Regions from separate parts of the Rattus norvegicus genome. Here region 2 is linked to region 1. The links are chromatin contacts, called in public Hi-C maps. All regions are on one chromosome and are shown on one strand. Each heading gives the region's core, a stretch centred on a gene start, on an enhancer-like site or on the middle of the called end of the contact. The rest is flanking DNA. Distances are from core to core; before and after follow the strand shown. Region 1 overlaps Dock8 (dedicator of cytokinesis 8). Region 2 has its middle 51 kb from the start of Dmrt1.

Region 1 (5,551 bases), core at 709-3,208:
CCTCACAGTCATGTTGTAAGACAGATATCATCATCTTCGCTTTACACACGAGGCATGGGAGGTTTGGAGATGGGGGGCGGGGGTGAGTTCACTGATGGCCACACAGCCAGTTGGCAGCAGGGCTGAGCTGCAGCAGTCTTCTAGCTCTTGGCCATCCCTGCTTCTGTCTGGTCTGGTAGTCACTGAAACACTAAGTCAAAGCTGTCTGCATTTGTAGTGTGCAGTTCTGCAAATCGTACAGTGACTTACTATAGGAGCCTAAAACTAGGAAAGGGTCTAAAAGTGGCCTTTTGCAAAGAAGACGATGCATTCCCACACAAGCCAGCGTCACCTGTCCTACTGACTTGTGCACAGCTGCCATTAAGGGTAGCTGTTTCAGCCTAGTCAGAAAATGGCTCCCTGGGCAGGGCCTTGTGAGTTTTGCAACACAGACAGTTACCTCAAGTCTCCAGTGGTCCTGAAAGGAAAAAAAAAAAATGATGAGATAGGGTATGATGCCACTTCACTCATAAGAGAGAAAATCGTCAGAAGCATCTGTACCAATTGCCTTTACACGCAGAACCTTGGTGCAATGTCCAAGTACAGGAATAGTCTGGCATGGTGGACAGAGAGAAAGGAAGCGCCAGTTAGTTTGCCCAATTGAGTGACGACCCACTAGAGGGCTGCTGGCTGGTGAAGTTTGAGACTGTGCCTCATCATAAACTGGAGAAATGCCCAACTCCGCTGTGTGAGGGGAAACATTTCTTCCTTCAGTGAAGCACGGATATCTGGAACTGACTTATACAATAGATGACATCTAGGAATGCTGGTATATTTGGTTTCCTTTTTTGATGGCATGTTTCCTTTTCATAGCATGAAGGGCCCTAGCCAGTCCCTACTGGGCGTACTCTAGGCCTCTGGAAACTACAGTCAGAGCGCAAGGGCAGGTGACATTTCTCTTCCTAAGATGATCCTTTAATTCGAAGTCTTTAAAAGTGCTATTCTCAGCGAGTTGAGGCAAGAGACTTGCTGTGAGTTTGGGGTCAGCTCTGATGGACATAGCGTGCCCCAGACCAGCCTAGGAAGCATAACAAAACTCTCTAGTAGCAATGCTCTGGAGAAACCAGATGGCGCCTATCAAATTAAATCAAATCAAATGCAGACTGGTTCAGCAAGCATGGAGTAGGACCCAAGACTCTGGCTTTTGTTTGTTTGTTTGTTTGTTTGTTTGTTTGCTGCCATTTGCTTGACTCCTGTTTATACAACCCCACTCCCACCCCAAGCTCCCCAAACCTTATCTCTTCAGGCTCTCCCTTTTGTCTTCCTCCCTTCAAAAAGACAAGTATGCTCAAACAGCCGTTCTGAAGCAGCTGTCCATGCGGCCTGCCGCCCGATCCAGCATACATACACTCTGTACCACTGGAATGGAGAGGTGACCTCCTAACGCAGAAAGGCCATAGATAGAACAATGCTGCCTGCTACTACCACATCTAAGACACAACCACAGTTAACTTCCCCCTCTTCACTCCAGACAGGTCAGAAATGGTAGCTCATCAAACTGTACGTTTAAAGTGAGTGTAAGGACATGTAAGCTCCCCTCACAGCAGTGGCTGAAGCTTCCCTCTCCTCCTTGCTTGCTGCCTCCAATGGGGAAGCTGCCACTATTTGAGAACATGGACAACAGTGTCAAGTGCTTGCTTCCAGGTGACTCACTGGCAGGGTAGCCCCCTGCTGGGCCTCCTCCTCAGTGGGTTCTGTCACCTCAGCTCCTCAGGAGGCTGGTGGATATACCAGAGCTCAAAGGAGACCCCAGCCAGCCTTCCCGTAAGGATTGCTCTGTGGGCACAGCCCCGGCCAAGTCTGTAGTTGCTTCTCCTGCCCCAGAGAGTGGCTTCTGAGTCAGCCGTAGCCGATCAGACTCAGCCGGAAGGTCTGGCAACCTGGCATGCAGCGGTCAGCACTGCCAGCCTCTTGGTACCCTCCCAATGGCTGCCAAGTGAGGACAAAGTCTTCTCTGCCTTTTCCCAAGAGGAAATGCCTGGAAGGTTCATAAACGCAAGCAGACAAATGTCACGAGTGTCTCCTCCCTCTTCTCCCAGACTTACTGGACCGTCAGAGGCACTGCAATGGTTTCTGGACTTTCTCTCCCTTAATGTGATTGTTCTCATTCCTGCAAAGGTCTGGGGCTTGGGAGATAGCTCAGTGGATAAGAACACTGTTGTGCACGCTTGAGGATTTGAGTTCAAATCCCTGCTACCTACATAAAAACCCAAATGCTGCTGTGCATAAATCTTTAAAAAAAAAAAAACCAAAACAACAACTTATCAAAGAGCAACAAAGAGGAGAGGTGAGGAGAAACCGACAGGTTAAGGTAGACACCACTGGGGAACAATGAAAACCGTAACGATGACTGCACAGAGCTGAAAGCCCTGTGACCCCAGCGGAGGAGTGGGGCAGACACAGGACAATGGCTGGGGTTTGCTGGTCACCAACCTAGTTCCCAGGTCAGTAAGAGACCCTGTCTCAAGAAAAATCCTGATGTCTTCCTCTGGCTTCTCTATGCATGTACCTACATACACATGTGCATACACACCACACATACAATCACAATTAACAAATTATAAACATGAAGTGATTCCAGGGGCTGGAAAGGTAGGTCCACAGTTAAATGTGTGTACTGTTCTCTTTCAAGGAACCTGAGTTTGGTTCCCGGCACCCACATTAAGTAGCTCACAATTGTCTGCCACTCCATGCACTTACTTTCTTAGGGGACACAACCACCCACACACAGAACAATCCCTGCCTAAAATGAGGTTATGAGAGAAATGACAAGCCAAACTTACAGATTCAAAAAATGGGCAAAGTGCTGAGTTAGAGAGAGAGAGAGAGACAGAGACAGAGAGAGAGAGAGAGAGAGAGAGAGAGACAGAGAGAGAGAGACAGAGAGAGAGAGAGAGAGAGAGAGAGAGAGAGAGAGAGAGAGAGAGAGACAGAAAGACAGAGAGAGACAGAGAGAGAAAGAGAGACACCATAAGCCAGGTGTGGCCCTTGCCTTTAATCCTAGCACTTGGGAGGCAGAGGCAGGCAAAGCCAGCTCAGAGAGATCCAACACCTCTGACCTCATCAGGCACTTGCAGTCATGTGTATACATAAGCAAACACACACACACACACACACACACACACGCACGCACGCACACACACACACATAAAAATAAATGATTTTTAAAAGTTAAGTAAAATAAAATAAAAACTGACTTTTAGAAGGATTAAGTGACTTAAATTTTAATTTTTATATTTGAATTAGAGCCAGCCATATTCCGTACACCTTTGCAGGAACATGTGGCCACTGCCCTGGCAGTACGTATGCTGGCTCAGAGTCAGACAGCAAGGTGTGAAGTTGGTGGTTTTTAAGATGGTTTGGGTCAAAAAGGAACTTACTCAGTGTGCATGGAAACAGATCTGGAGGTTTCAGGGGTGTTAAATGGCGTGAGGCTTCTAGGAATCAGGTTAACAATGGATGACCTCTATGACATTGGGTCTCCATTGACACACTAAGGATGGCTAAGTTAAGCATGCTAAAAAGAAATCTGAGCCAGGGTGTGCGTGCGCCTCTGCCTCTCTCTCTCTCTCTCTCTCTCTCTCTCTCTCTCTCTCTCTCTCTCTCTCTCTCTCCTCAATGTTTTTAATCTGTAAGTTTAGGCTTCTCCTTTCTCTCACAAGCTCCTCTTAGGCAGGAATTGCTCCTGCTGTGCCATATACCCCAACAGATTATGGGGGTGGGGGCAGGTGAGGGACTTTCAGGTTCCAGATGCCTCAGGACTTAAATAACCCAGAATGGTTCTTAGTTTAATGCATTGGAGAGGAGGTATGTGTGTGGTACAAGCTTCAGATTTCAATGTTGCAAAACAACTTTCTCATTAAAGGCCTCGTGCTCATAGCAAGTTTGTTTTCCACTTCTCTGGGCAGCATTTTTCTAAGCCCATTTGCCCAAGTAAGTTAACTTTCTTCAAGGCTCTAAGCTGAATGCTGGAGGTTCAGGTAGAACCCCACAGTTCTGACTCGGGCTTCTAAGGCAAGGCCTAAAAGTCTGCTTCTTGAAAGCTCTGTGGGGGAGCTGATAAGCCATCAGGGTTGAAAACACTCTCAGTGGGGCTGCACTAATAGCTCACCGGGTATGTGCACTGGCTGCACAGATATAAGGACCTGAGTTCAGATCCCAGCACTCCTGTAACAAGCACGAGGTCCCACACCTTCTGGTAACCCCAGCAATGAGGATAAGGGGAGACTGAAAGGTTGGTATCTCTAAGGTCTGCTGGACTGCCCCGGCAGAGATCGTAAGCCACAGGCTCAACAGGAGACCTTGCTCAAAGGGATAGGGCAGATGTGACAGAGGGAGCTACCCCATGTCCTCCTCTGACCTGTGAGTGCTAGCACAGGCATATGCATATCATACATGTTGACATGCACCGCACACATACCACACACACACATACTCACATATATTAGAGGTTGTGGTTCCACAACTTGACATCGTGGTGACCAAAAACACTTGCCAGCAGTAAAGATTTATTTGGTTCACAGTTTCTGGGGTTTCAGTCTATGATCAATTGGGTCCATTACTTTGGCCTGCAGGAAGGCAGGACAGTGTGGTTGGGAGCATGTTTTTGAGGAGGCTTGTTATGTCACAGTGGCCAGGATATAAAAGAAAAGGGATGATGAAGCTACAGACAAGATATACCTCCAAGGTCATTTCAAGGACTCACTCCCATCACTGAGGTGCTACCAGTGTTTTTTCCCAGTTGCCCATCAGACTGTGACCCTATCCATGGACTAGTCTATGGATGAGTTCCAGAGCCCCGTGATGCAGTCGTGGTACACAGTACCCATCAGTGGATAGCCAATGCTTGAGCACTGTGCCTTAAGGAAACATTTAGACAAGGGCAGAGGTCCTCAAGAAGCAGACTTACTGATACTGTTCTCCAAGCCGCTAAAATACAAACGCTGAGGACATGCAACTTCTTCTCTCTCCCTCAGATGCGGTGAGGCCGTAGAGAAGAACAGGAGACTCATTACCGCAGAGCAGCGGGAGTACCAGCAGGAACTCAAGAAGAACTACAACAGGCTGAAGGACAGCCTCAGGCCCATGATTGAGCGGAAAATCCCAGAGCTCTACAAGCCCATATTCAGGGTTGACAGTCAAAAGAGGTAAGAAGGAGCCAGTGTAGCCTCTTTCTGGGACTCAGAGATCATGGGGCCACCCCAAATCCAGCTTGCTCAGCTGTTCTTGGCAGAAAGCAGGAAGCCCATGCGGACTGAGGACCTGGAGTCAGGCCTCCAGCCAGTCTGTGGTTTGCATTCAGCCTAAACCTTCCCCTGACCTCTCCAAGCCCCTTATTATTGACCTTGGGCCAGTGAATCTCCAAGTCCATCCAATGGTGTGTGTGTAAGTGTGTAGGGGATAGGGGCTGAACAATATGAATGGGTCTCGGATACTCTTTTATGTACTAAGTTCCCAGGACCAATAGCTTTTTGGTTCATAATTTTCTCCCAACTATCTCTTTTAAAGGCTG
Region 2 (4,938 bases), core at 2,176-4,675, 260 kb after region 1:
GACCAACAGAACACCACAGACACAGAGAAAGTGATGGCTGAGGTATTGACCTATGAGGTTCTTAAAGCCAACAAACCCTACAATCTGCCATCTTTATTTAGGTTGGAGGTCCAGAAAAGCCAGTGGTGTGGTTCTAGTCCAAAACCCAAAGCCTGTGGTCCAGAGAGCCACTGTTGGATCGTGGCAGAGGACAGAGACCTTGGCGAAGGCAGGCAAGCTTGACTTCCAAGTCTTTGTTCTGTTGGAGCCAAACTATAGATTGGACAGCATTTGTCTTTTTTCTCTGTCTCTTACAGAAACTCCCTCATAGATGCACCCAGAGATAGTTCATCAGCTAGATGAACATTCTTGCCCAAGCAGATCCACTAAGCTAACTACCACATTCCTCTTGACCAGAGTTCTTCACAGTTGAGTATCCCGAGACCCTGAAGCCTGACGCTCTACCTTGTGCAAGTTAGGACCAGAAGGAATCCGTTCACATAGGAAGACAGCAGTACTTATTGACCATGAGGAAACTTCTAGAAGGAAAGACAAAGAGAGTCTGCAGCTGCTTTCTCTGAGGCTGTCACAGCTGGGAAGTCACGGGAGCCTGCACTGACAGAGCCTCTGTAACCTGCACAGAAACCATGGAAATGGTGGCAGTTTTGCTTGGGGTAAGTTCGTTTTTCTCTCTGGTTTGGGGTGTTTTTCTCTCCTTTCTCTCACTAGCATCCTTCTACAAGTACAGAGGTGTTCAAATAAAAGCAAGTATCATACTTGGGTACCCTACAAACAGGGATAATGGCTGGGCCGCCACACCCACTGGGCCGTGCACTGTGATGTTGACTGAGCTCAGCAAGCCGCCATGGTGGGAAGGGACAAGCAAATGAACACAGCCTGCTGGTCAGCAATGAGGCCCTTCTGAGGAACCTCTAGGCCAGTTGTTCTCAACCTTCCTAATGCTGTTGCGACCCTTTAATACAGATCCTCAAGTTGTGGTGAGGAACCACATACCAACCCCAAACCATAAAATTATTTTCATTGCTACTTCATAACTGAGTTATAATGTAAATATCTGTAATATAATGTAATATAAATTTCCAATAGTCTTGGTGACCCCTGTGAAAGGAGCATTCGACCCCTCAAAGGGGTCTCGACCCACAGGTTGAGAGACACTGTTCTAGGCTATCTCGTAGTGCAGAGAGGAAAGCTCTATGTTCCAAGGACTGAGAGCTCTGTCAGGCAGCACACACTGGGCCTCACCAGACCTGTGCTGTTCTCAGTACATGGCTCTGCCATCTCACCACTCCCTGGTGCAATCTAGAACCTTCATTCTCTCCATCTCCGAAGCAGTGCTTTTAACCTGCCGCCCAGGCGGAACCTCCCAACGGTCCCCTGGTGCATCCGTACCGTCACATGCTACCTCGCCACATCGCCTCGGCCAGGCTGTCCTGACACCCACCAGTTTCTCCTCCTTTCTCCCACCGCTGCTTCCTCAGTTCAGAGCATTACGGTGTCTCTCCTGGCTTGCCTGGAGGGTGTCCAAGTTGCTCTCTCTTTGGCCTCTTCAATGTGGCACGGCATTCCTTCTTAAAGTTACCCAGGATCTGCTCATCTCCTCCTCAGCAGGCCTGAGGAAGTTTCCTCTAAAGTTAGATCCAAGTCCCATCAAGCTCCTCCCACCTCCCCCACTGTGCCAAGCCAGTTGTCCCAGGAGGTTCTGGCCCTCAGTGGTGGCGTCCCTCCATCTACTGCTTAGACCCCTTTCCAGAGTGTCCAGTAGACATCCAAGGGCCCTGAGCTCCCTCATTTTGAACACTGGGTACCTTTGCAAAGAACTACATCACAGCCCTCAACGAGGGGACTGGTCACAGTGCTGGTAGTCACAGACTGATCAGGATTGAGCATAGTATATGATATGCATCCGTTTGGAAGTTGAATCCAGTTTAACCAGGGACTAAGTAATCAGAATACCATCCCAATGCAAGATCCCAAGCCACAGGATAGGAAGGCGTGGCCTTGGTACAGAGGCCTCTCTGCTGCGTCCCATGGTTATGGCTCCTACCCTCACTTCTCAGACACCAAATGCTAATACTGGATAGTTCTGTGAGCATTCCCTGCGGCAGGAAGCTTAAATTACCAGCCACCATGTCATTCAAAGAAGAATGCTTTAGATTTCACGCAGTTAAAGGGAGGGACCCACTGCTTTTTAGGGGATTCGCCAGACCATTCTGAAAAAAGGCAGAGTCCCTTCTAGGCCACTGCATGTCTCTAATTTGTCTTGAAATAATGGTTACAAGAGGGCTTTCTGGGACGAAGTAGACCCAGCCCCTACCTTCACTTTGTTCATTCCTCAGGCAAACTCAAAAGATGAGCCCACTTCTGCCAATAATTGTCGCCCACAACATGATTTGTGATGTCTTACCTCCAACATTCTCAAATACCATCACCCCAACACAAAACACCACAGAACCCCACTTCTCTCCAATGAATGAGATTACGTACTTTTCTTTTTACAACCAGAAGAATAGCATTTTTCCCTCCAGGAAAACGAAGGAGGGGAACTTAAGCAGCTCTTGTTTCCTTAAGGAAAAAAAAAAAAAGGTCAGAATTAAATGACATATATCATTAAATGTTTCTAAGTGAGCAATCACGAGGGTTTAATTTTAAGCTCTTTCATTTAAAAGAGGGATTTAAGTGGAATTTTTGCCTTGTGCTGTACTGACGATGTGTTGTGGGTCTTTTCTCCTTTCATGCCGGCTTTTCAGCCTTTAATGCCTCTTTTGTGCCCCGGGGTAATATTATGGTCTGACTGTGAAAGTCTCCCACAGGCTGGTGTGTTTAGGCACTTGGTCCCCAGAGTGGCGCTGTTCTGGGAAGTTGGAAACCCTTCGAGGGGGAAGCCTCCAGAAGAAGCTGGCCACTAGAGGGCAACCTTAAGATTTAGCCTGGTAACTGACTGAAACACCCTGCTTCCATGTCCACCTAGATGTAAGGATCCCAGGCGCCCATTCCTGACACCACAAACACCATAAACGTTGTCACACATTCCCTGCCATGGTGAACTGTGCCCTCAAACCCTGAGCCAAAATGAGTCCTTGTTTTTTTTTTTTTGTTTTTTTTTTTTTGGTTCTTTTTTTCGGAGCTGGGGACCGAACCCAGGGCCTTGTGCTTCCTAGGTAAGCGCTCTACCACTGAGCTAAATCCCCAGCCCCAAGTCCTTGTTCTTTAAGTAGTTTCTGTCGTGTATTTGGTGGCAACTATGTAAAACTAACGCGAGTAAAGTGAGAAACCTTTAAAACTCGGGTAACTAGTTAATAGCTACACCTAGCCTTTTCTTCTCATTAGAGTTAAAGATTTATAGCCAGACCTAACAACCTCTGGCTAATGTACAGCTCACAGGAAGCAAGTGTCTGGCAGAGCTGGACCTGCGGAGCCCAGTGGTCCTCTGCCACCTAGTGTCCATATAGGATACTGCAGCCTCTTCCATTTACACTTCCAAGGATGGAATCCTCTCTTCAGTCTTTCATGGCTACCACCTCATCATTCAGAGAACCCGGGAATGTTGTGGAGAACTAGTGCCACCATGGTACTGGGAGAAAGAAAGGGCTCTTGGACTTGACTGGACTGGTCATGTTTGTCACGCTCTCCACCTGAGACTTTGGAGCAAGGGCATGGCTGTTAAGCGTTAGCTTCTACATCTGTTGAACAAGGATTTTAAGAATAATCGTCTATAAACTGTGACCATTGTGCTTGCAGAGAGCCAAACAGGGAGAGCACTCCATCGGTGATGTGCTTGCACTGTAAGCACATTTTAAATGCCAAATATAGTGGCACACACATGTAATCCCAACACTGTGAGGTAGAGACCAGGGAGTCATTGGCGTCCACTGGCCAGACAGCCTATCTTAATTGGTGAGTTCCAGGCCAATATGTAACTTTATCTCACAAAAAAACAGTGAATGAAGCCTGAAGAATAACCCAGGTTATCCTTTGGCTTCTGCACACATATGCACACACTTGAACATGCACACACGTGAACATGCACACATATACACATACCCAAAAGGAAGGCTGATTGTAGAAGTTAGCCTTGGTACTGCCTTTCAGCCCCCCATGCTCCCAGAAATAAGATTCAGACTCAAAATATATTTACAAATACCTTGGCCATATAGCTAGGCTCTTCTCTGACTAGATCGTAACTAAATAACCCATTATTTTGAGCTACATACAGCCACACGGCTGGGTACCTGTGTTCAGCGTCCATTCATCTTTTCACATCTTCCTTCCTGGCTGCTGAGAGAGAGAGAGAGAGAGAGAGAGAGAGAGAGAGAGAGAGAGATCCACACTGAGCCCAGCGTGAGTCTTTTTGTGGATCGGGTGTGGCTCTCAGCTCCCTCTCCAGCACATACTTGCCTGCTGCCGTGCTCTCTGACATGAGGAGAATGGACTGAACCTCTGGAACTTTGTCAGAGTTGCCTGGGTTGTGGTGTCTCTTCAAAGCAATAGAACAGTGACTAAGACAACCAGTAAAAGGGAAAACCAGGGATAGGGGTGTGGCTAGTGGTGAGGTGTCTTGCTAGTACAGACAGAGCTCAAGCCCCAATATTAAAATGGTGGAGAAATTGGTGCCATCCATATTCCTGCTTCATATTCAGTACTGAAAAATTTAATCCCCTTTTCCTTTTTTAAAAATATTTATTTATTTAAAGAGAGAATGTGTGTGTGCCTGTGTGTGCATACATGTGTGTGTGTGTGTGTGTGTGTGTGTGTGTGTGTGTGTGTGTGTGTGTGTGTGTGTGTGTAGAGGACAGAGAGCACAACTTGAGGGGCTCAATTCTCTCCTTTCAGGGATGGAACTCAGGTAGGCAGACTTGGCCTCACTGAGCTATCTTACTGGCCCCTAAAATTTTTTCCTTTCAGTGAAGCATGTGAAATTCATAATGAAATAAATAAGTA

What was found. Hi-C and Micro-C count contacts between places; a contact is called where the count stands out from the background.
Region 2: a Hi-C map of kidney shows a contact between it and region 1, with 2.8 times the contacts expected there. The contact joins two enhancer-like sites. A contact is called at or near these places in 2 of 12 Hi-C or Micro-C datasets (kidney and mammary epithelial cells).

Annotation. Positions count from the first base shown.
Region 1 is chr1:232,262,108-232,267,658 of GRCr8, forward strand. Dock8 (dedicator of cytokinesis 8) reads left to right here. Exons shown (of 48, transcript NM_001037793.2): 47 at 5,016-5,186. Among named protein-coding and RNA genes, the nearest start is that of Kank1, 120 kb to the right of the region's middle. Within about 2 kb of position 1,959, at least 5 of the 93 cell types and tissues checked have an H3K27ac peak or open chromatin away from gene starts, as enhancers often do. A contact at or near this core is called in kidney, where this site is marked.
Region 2 is chr1:232,515,991-232,520,928 of GRCr8, forward strand. No RefSeq gene overlaps it. Among named protein-coding and RNA genes, the nearest start is that of Dmrt1, 51 kb to the right of the region's middle. Within about 2 kb of position 3,426, at least 4 of the 93 cell types and tissues checked have an H3K27ac peak or open chromatin away from gene starts, as enhancers often do. A contact at or near this core is called in kidney, where this site is marked.